Linked DNA regions of Zea mays: region 1 is linked to region 2. Evidence: chromatin contacts called from public Hi-C data. All regions are on one chromosome and are shown on one strand. Each heading gives the region's core, a stretch centred on a gene start, on an enhancer-like site or on the middle of the called end of the contact. The rest is flanking DNA. Distances are from core to core; before and after follow the strand shown.

Evidence for each region. A called contact is a pair of places that touch in the nucleus more often than the background predicts.
Region 1: a Hi-C map of leaf mesophyll shows a contact between it and region 2, with 3 times the contacts expected there. The contact joins the promoter of LOC103650860 here to the promoter of LOC111946235 in region 2. A contact is called at or near these places in 3 of 25 Hi-C or Micro-C datasets (ear, leaf and leaf mesophyll).

The regions. Positions count from the first base shown.
Region 1 is chr3:165,003,586-165,009,962 of Zm-B73-REFERENCE-NAM-5.0, reverse strand. LOC103650860 (ABC transporter B family member 26, chloroplastic) reads right to left here and starts at 3,405. Exons shown (of 18, transcript XM_008676453.4): 1 at 2,702-3,405; 2 at 2,465-2,589; 3 at 1,972-2,014; 4 at 1,830-1,874; 5 at 1,605-1,727; 6 at 1,417-1,520; 7 at 1,174-1,228; 8 at 1,012-1,082; 9 at 507-609; 10 at 175-385; 11 at 19-92. The coding sequence starts at 3,103.
Region 2 is chr3:164,780,580-164,786,660 of Zm-B73-REFERENCE-NAM-5.0, reverse strand. LOC111946235 reads right to left here and starts at 2,407. Exons shown (of 2, transcript NM_001360701.1): 1 at 604-2,407; 2 at 1-262. The coding sequence starts at 2,356. The coding sequence ends at 752. LOC100276614 reads right to left here and starts at 5,611. Exons shown (of 2, transcript NM_001360700.1): 1 at 4,734-5,611; 2 at 4,379-4,636. The coding sequence starts at 5,198. The coding sequence ends at 4,574.

The DNA of each region.
Region 1 (6,377 bases), core at 2,156-4,655, 220 kb before region 2:
ACTGTGGTGTAAGCGTACCGTAGGTCTTGATGGATATGAAAATGATACATCAGCATACTGAATTTGCCCTTTCAACTTCTCTAACTTGAGGCCTGCAATGATGAAAAGCTTTATATTACTGAATTGCTATGCCTCCAAAGAATTAGCCTTACAGTCATGCACACGTTTTCTTGCCTTCAGAGCTAAGCTGCTTGCTAGGAAGGAGATCCATTAAACGAAAAACTTTTTCACTTGCTCCGACAGACTGCATCAGGGAGGACCAGTTGTCCCCAATCCACCATGTGGACAAAATTAGCCATTCAGCATAGAGTGTGAATTTTGTCAACTGCTCAGCAGTTAACTTCCCAGACATGATTGCTAGGCCTCCAATCACCACTCCAATGACCTACGCAAAGCTTATTTGCAGGAGTACTTCATCAGTAGTGTAAAAACTTTAACCTCACCAGATAATATTACAAATTACTCTGATGGTTAGTTATTAAAAAACACATTAGCAGAGGAGATACCTGAGTAGAATGGTATAGATAGTTCAAGCTCAGGCTCCAGCCTCCATAAGCCACTGTCTGCCGAAAGCTCACATCATACAGCTTATCAAGCCAGTTTGCATACCTATGGAAGACTCAAATGTAACTGTTTACTGTGTGTGCGTGTGTTATAGAGAGATCGAGAGAGAGAGATAGATAGAGAGAGAGAGGGAGAGAGGGAGAGAGGGAGAGAGAGAGAGAGAGAGAGAGAGAGAGGGAGAGAGAGAGGGAGGGGGAGGGGGAGGGGGAGGGAGAGGGAGAGGGAGAGGGAGAGGGAGAGGGAGAGGGGGAGAGGGGGAGAGCGGGGGAGCGGGGGAGAGAGAGAGAGAGAGAGGGAGGGAGAGAGAGAGAGAGAGAGAGAGAGAGAGAGAGAGAGAGAGAGAGAGAGAGAGAGAGAGAGAGAGAGAGAGGGAGGGAGGGAGGGAGGGAGGGAGGGAGGGAGAGAGAGAGAGAGAGAGAGAGAGAGAGAGAGAGAGAGAGAGTTTGCCTTTTAAACTCCTGCTTTTCTGTTCCATATACTCGCACTGTCCTAACCAAAGTTATCACCTCTTGAGCAACCTGATTCACATCCATGTAACATATTAAGGTGTACAAAGGAAACGAAATTGACTTTAGCAAATGTCTTATTTGTCTGATTACAAAATCTTACATTATTGGCGTTTGCGGTGAACTCCTGTGCAAATTTAGCTGCCCTTTTCTGAAACCTACCAATGAAGTAGTAATGTGATGGGTTGATTTCTCTCATATACACCAAAAATGCAAGCAAACAGATATATTTCTATCAAAAGCCCTTATTTAAAAAAATGCGCAGCACTAACAATCGAATGAAACATAAGATGGTGCTAGAGTTTACAAACAGACAGCTGAAGGAGATAAAGGAGTAAACTTGTACCGTCCATGAACTAGCATAATTGCTGATAGAGTTGCACAAACAAACATTGTACACAATCCGAGAGGCCAAGATAAGACTAGCAGATAAATTAATGCACCTGCACCCTGACATAAATTAATGAAATAGAAGATGAGCTTTTAAAACACTGAATGGTGTTCAATCAAAGAATTCCAAAATAATTTTTTCACCTGAAGTAAATTGCGTGAAATCAGGTTAAGGTCATTGCCTATAACACGAGACACTTGTTGGCAGTCCGAACCAAGTCTACTTGTCAGATCTCCTACTGTTTCTTCATCAAAAAAGGAAATATCCTAGCACAATGTAAATACAGTAAAAATCCTAGTAGTATGGTTGAGCGGAAAAATGAATAATAAGTTTTATTTCAGCTTCCAGATTTCTGTGTTCTTTCTTACCTGTGAAAGAATGGAATCAAATAACTCCTCTCTCATCCGTTTAACCTTAGAAAAATTCAGATGATGGGTGTCAGATATAGATCATATGAAAGATTATGGAATGGACAAACTTGTTAGCATGAGGAATCTAACATGGTTTTACCAATATCATGTTTGCAACACCAAAACAGCAACTTCGTATGCCACTGCAAGTTAGGGACACCATTACATAAGCAACCTCATTTGTTTCACAAAACCATGCAGAATGCAATAATCAATTTTAATAATTCAGTACAGAGTATCATAAAAAGTTCCTCGTTTCTGTTTGTGTGCGTTTGTATATGTGCATTTTTCATAATGGCCTGTAGCAAGCATAATTTTCTCTATGACCCGCTTTTTTAATCATCATTATATTGCACATACATGAGAACTTCTCAACTCCCAAATGTGTCAGAGTATGCTTCCAAACTTTGCTGATCACAGAGCTTTCAGAACGCTACAGTACAAACTACAGTCTGCAAAACAACACGTTTTACTGAGACAAACAGTAAAGCCCATGGTCAGCTACTTCCATTGACTGTGAGCAAACATGTGAGTTGAATAGCAAATTGTGTGTCGTTTTATACCATAGACAATATGAGCAAAATATAACGAACCTAAACACCCCGGAAACCAGACATAGGACAACCAGAAGCTTGGCATTTCGGTAGAACACCGCGCCTCCATTCTGCGCAGAGAAAATGGACGCTGCAAGGAGATGTGGTATGGCGATCTCCGAAAGCTGCAATAGCAACCAAACCATATCACTACGCTCATCAACGAACACTGAAAAGTAGATAAATCACTAGTCAACCATAGTCCATAGCACACTGCTATGGCTGGGAAAGCGTTACCGCAGCGCCGACGAGGGACGCGAAGCCGACATAGATGACCAATCTGTCGCCGGCAACGAGGGCCCACATCCGCCTGAGCGCGGACACGGCGGTGGTACCGCTCCCCTCTGCGCGGCCGGCCCCGTCCCCGGCCTCATCGCCGTCCTCGAGGCGCCACCAACTGCCCCCGGGCAGAACGTTGCGCAGGCGCTCGATGAACTCTCCCACGACGACGCGGCGCCGGCCGAGGCCGCCGAACTCGCCACCGATCGCCGCGGCGGCGCGGATCCTCGCCGGCCGCAGCGCCCGCAGCCTCCGCCGGCTTGGGGCCCGGAGCGGCGCCCGCCTCGCGGCCAGGGTCAGCGACAGCGTGGGAGGCCCCGAGGCCGCCGTAAGGAGCAGCATCGCAGCCGGAGGCGGCATTTCGCGGTGCCGAAACACCTCGCGCGAGACTCGATCTGGACCCCGGCTCGCGGCCGCGCGACCTCAAATAACGAGGCGAGGCCAAGAGCGACGTCAACGGTTGCGTCCTCGCCGGAGCTGAGCTGGGTTGGGTTGCCGTGCGCGGCACTGCCACCGCGAGTCCGCGACGCCTCTCCTCCTGAGTCCTGACCTCCTCCTCCTCGTCCGGCTGCGCTGCCTCGCAGATTTTTTTTTCCTTCCTCGCTGACTTTTTCAGTCTTGTGTTGTGTCTGGGATCGAAAAAGGAAAAAAAATAAATAATTTGTGTGCCGTTTTGTTTTCCACGCGCGTGTTTGCGTAGCGAAAGTGCTCGGTTCGGTGGTGGTGGAATTTTTAGGATTTTGGAAATGTGTATGGCTATGATTAATTTGCGAGGCTTTTGGATTGGATTTGGTTTACGCTACGCCTCGAGGGAACGGGCTTCTCTGTGGTCGTGATTTGCGAGCAGCAATTGCTGCATAGCCTGCAGCTGCCTCGCAGTCGCAGACAACAGGGGCCTAGCTGCCTAGCCAGTGGTTGCCTCTAACTCTCTTGCCTGGTTGTGGACTCTGGGGTTGAGTTCCGCGGGTTTTGTTTACAGGGACAAAATTCGTTTTATTACTTTATCAATTAGCTGTAACCATTTTTTCTTGATTAAACTCTAAAGCCAGATATCTAACCTCTGAACTCTTAAAACCGTTCAAATTATCCTTTCGATATAAGTGTCGGTCTCAGAGGCACTATAACAAACTAGAAGGTCCAAATCCAATAAAAAAACCTAGTAGCTGAAGGTTCCAAATAAAATGTAGCTAATAGTTAGTTGATTTATTCTAGCTAAAATTTATTAGCTAACTAATTATTAGCTCTAAAGATTTTAAATAGATTATACATTTCTTCTTTTTGTGCCAAGCTAGCTGCTGCACTCCATCTCCGAGATGCAAACCATCCTAGCTGACAATCAAGTGATGGTCTCTTCTGTTCCTGCTAGATCTCCCTGCACTAGTTCTAGACAGTTTGGTTCTATAGCACCAAACTTTAGTCCATATTTTATTGTTAAACGCAGAGACTAAACGAAGGACTAAGGAAGTGTTTGGTTCCCACCTTCTAAATTATAGTGACTAAAGTTTGTTCACTATTGTCAAAGACTTTCAACGAAACGGGCCGGAAGAGTTGTTTGCTGCGGTTGAATTAAAGTCGTTTGAATTGTAGTTGCAATCCATAAAAACAAAATACCGTAAAGAAGTCGGCAGGTAGATTAATGCCGCAGCCAATAGGCCGACTAAGAAATTTTAGCCTCACTTGCTCCGTCCCTTAATTTTGTAGTAGTTATTTAGTACCTTGGAGTCCGAAGCGGCTTCACGATGTAATTCAAAAACAGTGACACGCTAATTGTATGTCCAAAGATACACTGTTAGGATTTATGGGCTTGGCCCAATAAAAAAATTCAAATAAATCCCAGAAAAATCTCAAAAGCCCATACAAGAGGATGGCTAGAGGATAGGTGGAACCATTAGCACCATATTGCTAGCAATAGTGGAGTAGAGCTAGCTTAAATATGGAAGCCACACTCACTCACCAAGTCATGGATGAGAGGAGAGAGTGTGGAGAGCCACACGCGCGCGCTCGCTCGCCTGGCCGGGGCGAAGGGCGTGGGCGCACGACATGCGCGTGAATGGTCCGTCGAAATCCGGCCCCTCGCCTTGCGGGGGCGCGGCTACCTTTTGCCGTTTGATTTTTTGGTTTCTTGGCTGTTACGCTTATCCTAACCGATCGCTATAAAATCTCAACTGATTGCGAGATTTTCGTGGGCGGATAAGCACGGGGTCGCGGACTCAGCCCTATAAAAGGAGCCCAGCAGCCAACCTCCAAATAATCCCAGTTCGCTTTCGCCTCTCTTCATATCTAAGTTGCCTTTTAGTTCCCTTCGTCCCGACCGCAGAGGTGCATCTGCGATCAGGAGAGCAGGTCTCCGGAACCCTTCGTCTTCTAGATCCTGCACCGGGAGAGGGCGAATAAGGTTTTTGGGAAGCGTCTTCACGCGACTGCTCGTGATCTGCTGATTTCGCTACTTCGACATCGTCGACCCTGCTGATTCCGGCGCGTGCCATCTATCAGTAAGTCTAATCAGTACGCATCATCTGATTTGGCTTGTTATTTCAGTTCTTCTGATTTGGTCATGATTTATATTCGAAATTTAAACTGGAATTTGTCTAATTACTCAACATTCCAAAAACCTTATTGTAGACAATTTCCTAGTTTTTCTATGGCTGCTTTTGCCGACGCGCTGAAGCCAGAAAAGTTTAATGGTATGCACTTTAAGAGATGGCAAGTCAAGGCCACGCTCTGGCTTACTGCTATGAATGTCTTCCATGTTAGTAAAGGCAGACCTGAGGGTCCACTGACTCCTGAACAGGAGAAAGAGTACGACCATGCCAATACTATGTTCACGGGAGCCGTTCTTAGCGCCCTTGTTGACCGTCTGGTTGATGCGAATATGCAGTACACAGACGGGAAAGAGTTGTGGGATGCACTTACTACTAAGTATGGTGCATCAGATGCTGGCAGTGACCTGTATATCATGGAGAGCTTTCATGATTATAAGATGGTTGATAATCGCTCTATTGTAGAGCAAGCTCATGAAATACAGTGTATAGCCAAGGAGCTCGACCACCTTAAGATAGTCCTTCATGACCGATTTGTGGCTGGGTGCATTATTGCAAAGTTGCCTTCTACATGGAGGAACTTCGCCACAACTCTGAAACATAAGAGACAGGAGATATCAGTTGAAAATCTGATAGCGTCTCTGGATGTTGAGGAGAAAGCTCGGGCTAAGGACACGGGATCTAAAGGAGGCGAGGGCAACTCCAGCGCCAACATGGTTCAAAGGAACCACAACAAGGGCAAAGGAAAGCCAAAATCTAACAAGCCCAACAAAACTACCAACTTCAAGAAGAAGAAGAACAAGGCTGAATTGACATGTTTCGCATGTGGCGAGGCGGTCATTTTGCCAAGGATTGTCCCGATCGAGCGGATCGCCGTGGCAAAAAGGGCAATGTCAACACAGTGGTCGCTAGCAATGAGGAAGACAAAGGGTATGGTAATTTACCTTTTATCTTCTCAGTATTTCAATCACCTAGCTGGTGGCTTGATACTGGTGCTAATGTTCATGTGTGTTCTGACATTAACTTGTTCTCTTCTTATCAGGGCGCCCGGGATTCTTCTGTGCTAATGGGGAATGGGTCACATGCTTCTGTTC
Region 2 (6,081 bases), core at 1,158-3,657:
TAAATCCCCCTCTAATCAAGCCCTCAGTTGGGAATATTTCCCTGTTTCTTGTGTATTCACGACTCTCTGCCCCGTGGAATATGACATGCTGAAAAGCTCCCGCGCATGCTACTTGCAGCTTTCAGTAAAGAAACTGGGTATAAAGGTTGTGCCAACATTCAAGATCATTGAGGATTGAATGATGTCAAGGAGGTCACTGGTCCCAAGATCGATGAATTAGAGCTCGTGCCATCGAGAGAGTGAGGCTAGGATGAGAAATGACCTGAAAAAAAAATGTGCACAAATTAGTATGCTATTTATGAATGAGGAACTCCCTTCTATACAAGTGGATACTCAGCATGCAGAATAGAGCTATTCTAGTTGTAAATAACCATTTCATGCAGTGAATGTGAATATGCTCATACTTTATCAGTAAATCAAGACCAATGTACACTAATTCATATGGAGTGATTGTTCTAAATAATCCTTTACTACTTCATAGCAATTCCTATTACTAAATGTTCAGGGAATCATATATTTGAATCTCTTGCTATAACACCTATTCTATATGTAAGAACTTTATTGCAACCTACCTAGGTTCATTGGGAGACATTGTACACTTACTATAGGAAATCACCTTGACCAGTGCCTATACATAGGACCTTAGTGGCAAACTGATACGAAGCTCCTCTGCTTTGCTGACTGTCAAATAGCTATGTTTTCAGCCTTCCTAGCTTCCACCATCTCCAGAAAGTGGTGTTTCTGCTCATCCTCAGTCCATGATAGACATCTTAGCATGCTCTCTCTGTCGATCCTCAAACCAAGTGGATCCAGGACTTTTAAATGGCAGTTTTGTTCTCATCAGTGATCTGACCCTTTCTGCCTCCTCCCAGAGTTCTTTCCCAGCATATATGTTTGACAAGAGTATATAGTTCCCAGTGTTCCAAGGTTCCAACTCAAATAGCTTGTTTGCGACAACTTCTGCAATCTCAACGTTATCATATGTCTTGCAGGCACTCAGGAGTGCACCAAGAGCCCCCGGATGTGGCCCCATCGGCATCGTTTGAACCATCTCGAAAGCCTCCTCAATCCTCCCTGCACGCCCGAGCATGTCAATGACACAGGCATAGTGGTCCGCATGGCGCTCAATACCATAATCCTGCACCATTGCCTCCCAATACTCCAGTCCCTTTTCAACATTCCCTGCGTGGCTGCATGCTGTAAGCACACCAACGAAAGTGATAGGGTGAGGCTTGATGTCTTCAGCCCGCATCCTTTCGAACACTGAAAGTGCCAGATTTTCGTGTCCATGTGTTGCCAGGCCGCTAATCAGTGCTGTGTATGGATAGGCATCAGGTCGTGGGATCTCCCTGAAAGCACTCAGTGCCTGCTCAATGTTGCCACACTTTGCGTGCATATCTACTAGTGCTGTAAGAACCTTCTCATTCCTTTCGATCTTCTTCCTGTCGACGTAAGCTCCAACCCACCCAGCCAACTCCGTGCTGCCTATCTGTGAAACTGCAGAGATAACCCCAACCATTGTGGCTCCATCAGGCTCAATCCCAGCAGCCTCCAGATCCCTAAATAAAGCGAGTGCCACCTTTGGCCGCCCAGTCTGTGCATAACCATTAATCATGGCCGTCCGGGCCACGAGATCCTTTGTAGGCATTTTGTCAAACAGCTCACGCGCATTCTGCACCAGCCCGCACTTACAATACCCGACAATGAGCACCATCGACGAGGCCGTGTCCCTCGTCGGCATTTCGTCAAACACACGGCAAGCGGCCGCGAGGTCACCAGCGCTGACGTAGAGGACCACCATGGCGTTCCAGGAGACCTGGGTCCTGGTGGGCATGGCAGCGAAGAGGGACTCGGCGGGACGCACGGAGGCGTTGCGGGCGTGCGCGCAGAGGAGGGAGTTGAAGGAGACCGCGTCGGGGGCGGGGATGTCCGCCAGCGCGGCGTGCGCGGCGGGGAACTCCTCGCACTTGGCGTACAGGTCGACGAGCGCGTTGGCGACGGGGAGGCGGAGCGGGAGGAGCGCGAGGCGGAGCGCGACGGCGTGCAGGGAGGCGCCGAGCGGGAGGAGGCGGAGCGACGCGGCGGCGTTGAGCGCGAAGGGGAGCGTGAAGTGGTCGGGGCGCACGGGCAGGCGCGGCATGATGAGGAGCAAGGCGAGCGCGGCGCGCGGGCGCCGCTTGGAGAGGCGGCTGATGGCGCCGTTGAGGAGCGAGCGGACGAGGGCGGGCGCGGTGGCCGCGGCGTGCGAGCGGACGAGAAACGCGTGCAGCTCGGCGCGGGGCGGTGGCGGGTGGTCGGAGGCGAGCGCGCGGACGATGCGGTCGAAGTGCGGTTTGCGGATGGGCTGGGCCGCCATGGCGCCGCCGCGTGGTCGAAGCGTGACACACTGACACGGGGGGAAAGAGAGAGGAGGGGACTGTGGGTCTGGGGTCTTTTTTATACGTCGGAGTTTTGAAAACTTCTGGGCTGGGCCTCTCTTGCGATGTGTGGGTTGGGGTCTACGGTACAGTTTCGGGCCATCAGTGAATTCAGCCCAAATTTGGTTTTAATTTTTCCTTTGCTTTTATTTTCTTTTACATCTTTCTTTTTTTTCTTTTCTTTTCAGGCAGTGTGGCCTCTGGGTAGCACGGCAATCAGGACATGGAGTATATATATTTCACCTCGACCAGCAATCAAGTTCCAAAATAAAACTATCCGAGAGAAGCCTCCGGAGCACACCTCAATGTCACGGTGTCGGATGTCAAGTTGTCAGGGCTCCTACCTAAAACAAACAGTTGATATTGTGATCAACCTGCCCTGGACTGTCTGTCCTCCTTGAATCCTCGCCACGTTGACAGCGCTCCTACTCAAAACGGTGGACAGGGGACGTCACCGGACGCGTCTCTCCCCTCCTCCAGGCTCCATCCCTATCCTTCCGCGGTTCCGCCCACATAATCCACAGGCCGGAAGAGCCACGCCAGGTGACCACGGCCAACCGGGCAAATGGCTCGTTGGCATTGGCCAGCAGCGGCACCTACTGCAGCAACCCACCCCGGCAGCCTGCAGGAAGCTGCAGTTGATACGCTTGTCTTGTCTCCTTACCGTCATCGTTCCTCCCTCGCACATGCGATGCGCCCGCTAATCGCGTCGCGTCCGGTCACGTCGCTGTTGCCCGTCACTCCCCACTCCAGCACTGACACGTAGGACGTACCCCCACCTCTCAGCTGGACCCGCGTGTCAGCATCTCAGCGGCTATCCTTTCCTGGAGCAGTGGTCACAACTCACACGAGCTTTAACAGTTAATTATAGCAAGAAAAAAAAGGAGGGGGGCAACCGGGTCAAGTTTAGACCGCGACGAACCAGTCATCAGTGCAACTAGTACCAAAACCACCCCGGCCGGGAGCAAGCGATGTGTGGCACTGGCATGGCATCTCCTGCGATCCAGATATTCCTGAGCTGTCGGGTTAGTCGAACAGGGGATTTTGGGTCTCCATGCGCATCATCCTGTCCGCTTGTGACCGAGAATTATTGCCCCGGACTCGTCACATGCGTACCTGAACCCCCAGTGCCACCCAATCATGCACACGCTAGCTCACCAGATGTCCAGATCTACTTCTTTCGACTACCAGTAAAACTATATCGCTTCGTTTCGTTGTTGGATTCGATAGAGAAAAAAATACTAGTAATGATTAAAGATTCGAGGGGTTGGTTAGCTAAGCTGCACCGAGGAATTAGTTGGCGAGACTGCAGCCGGTAGGATAGAGAGGAGGCATCTTCTGTCTGTCTGCACTGCAGACATGGACAGTGTGACCATCCACCCAGACCCGGTATTGCTATTCGCTGTAGGGAGGTAGGGTAGTGACTGGTGAATGGTGATACCCAGAGAGAGACGAGGGGACTAGTCAGCATCTGCCATGTCGAATCATGGTCTTTTTCTCAGACAACACCTCACTCTCTCTCTCTCTCTCTCTCCGGCCCGCGAAGGGGACGGGATGATGCCATGCCACGATGGAACGGACGGAGACCGCGTCACAGGCCTCGCTCCTACGGCGGCGGAGACGGATGCAGGCAGGCATCAGCGAGACAACGACGCTGGCGATGCAAGAGAGTGTGCACTGAATCGCAGGCCAATGGATTTGCATGCATTTGGGCAGGGGGAAGGAAGAAGCGTGATTGGATTTGCATTCCAGTTTCCAGCCAGATTCGTTTCGTCACGACGCGAGTAGCGCGCAGCCCGCATCCATTACCGCGCGCCAAAAAAAAAATCGCCGGCGGTCGTCCTCGCCGCCGCTACGCCGCACGACGCAACGCGAGGGGGACACGCGTGCTGCCGGCGGATTCCGGCCGAACAGAACACGGACATGAACGGAAGACAGCAGGAAATGACAACAGCTTGACGAAACGAACAATGATAGACGAGGTTGGTTACTAGTGTAGCCACTAGTAGGAAGCAGAAAAAAGAAAACAGATGGAAATGCCCACGCTATCTATGTGCATCGAAGAAGGCCGGCGATCGCCCGTTCTCCTCTCAAAACTGCGCTCGTGATCCTGGCTCGCCGGCGCCGTCGAACCCTCCTCCGTTCTCCTCCACCCATCATCGCCGGGACGCCGCGGCGCCCACCACGGCCAATCCGCCCTCGCCCACGTCCTCCAGCCGCTGCGGGCGCCGGAGAAGAAACTCAGGACTCGCAAACAGCGCCAACGATTCTATCAAAAAAAAAAAAAGACCGAGGGTCGAGAGATGGGTTTATTACCTGCAGGAGCGGGTCGGGCGTGCAGGCCGGCGGCGCGTCGAAGACGGCGAGCGGGAGGTGCTTCTTGACGACGCCGACGTTGAAGTAGATGACGCCGGAGGAGGGGATGTCGACCTTGATGTCGTGGACGGGGAACCACATGAAGAGGTCCTGCGCGGCGACGCCGGAGATGTCGGCGATCTGGCCGGGGCTGATGACCCCGGAGACGGTGGCGTTGTAGCGGAGGCCGACCTCGAAGCGCGCCGTGCAGGGCGCGTCCAGCCGGGCCTCGAACGCCCCCGTGGCGGCGTCGTGCCGGAACGCCGTGATCCCCGCCGGCAGCAGGCCCCCCGGCAGCTGGTGCGCGCGGAGCACCTCGTTCGCCGCCTCCGCCGCCGCCGTCGCCGTCGCCGCCACGGGGCGGTTCGAGGCCAGCGCCGCCGACAGGGCCACCGCCACTAGCAGCGTCCACAGCGCGGCCGCCATTCCCCCGGCGCTGGTGCGAGGTGATGGGTGGGACGGGAGGAGAGGAGAGGAGGGAGCGGGGATGGGTGGGCAATAATTGAGGTGGAGAACGGGAGCCGCCCGGAAATGGGAAATAGAGATCGGGGAGAGAAGCAGAGGAAGAGGAGGAGAGGAGAGGAGAGGAGAGGAGGGGAGACCGGGAGAGGCTGGGGCTGGGTAGAGAGGAGGCGAGGCGGAGGAGGAAACGGATGGGGGACGACGGGGCCCGCGTCCCTGTGACCCGAAAGTGGCGCGATTATGAGTTTTAGTTAATTAATCAATTGCCGTGTGCTGTGGAAACAAATACTGTACTGCTGCATCACGCATTCTCACGCCCGTAGCGCGGGTTTGGACGACTGGCTTTGGACGCGGGACGTTGCGGACTGCCGGCATGGCGGCATTGGCTCCGCGCTCCCGGGTTGCGTTTGCGCCGGCAGGCCAAGATATGTCTCGCTGCGTCTGCGTTGGGCGCGCCTATCATCGCCGAGCCGAGCCGAGCCAGGACTGTTACGCATGGGACACGGAGCGCGTCAAACGGGCGGGAAACCCGCGCGTGAAACCAACGGAGCCTGAGCCGGTAAGTCCGTTCCTCTTCTACTATGTCTATGAATCTATCACAGGCAAAAATACGGTCTCGCCCACCCCCAACTGGTCGACTGTCTGAACGGAAGATGCAGGTGCATTGATTATTGTAGTACGTATACTGCATACTGTATACCGTCGTCGTTCTCTCTGCTCTGTCTGGTTCGGACTGCTGCAATAGAATCCGGTACTGAGGCTACAGTATACCGTCCGTGGTCCGTCCTGCTACATGGCATGTGCTACTTCTCCCATACGGGCCACACACGCACTGACATGTCAGTGC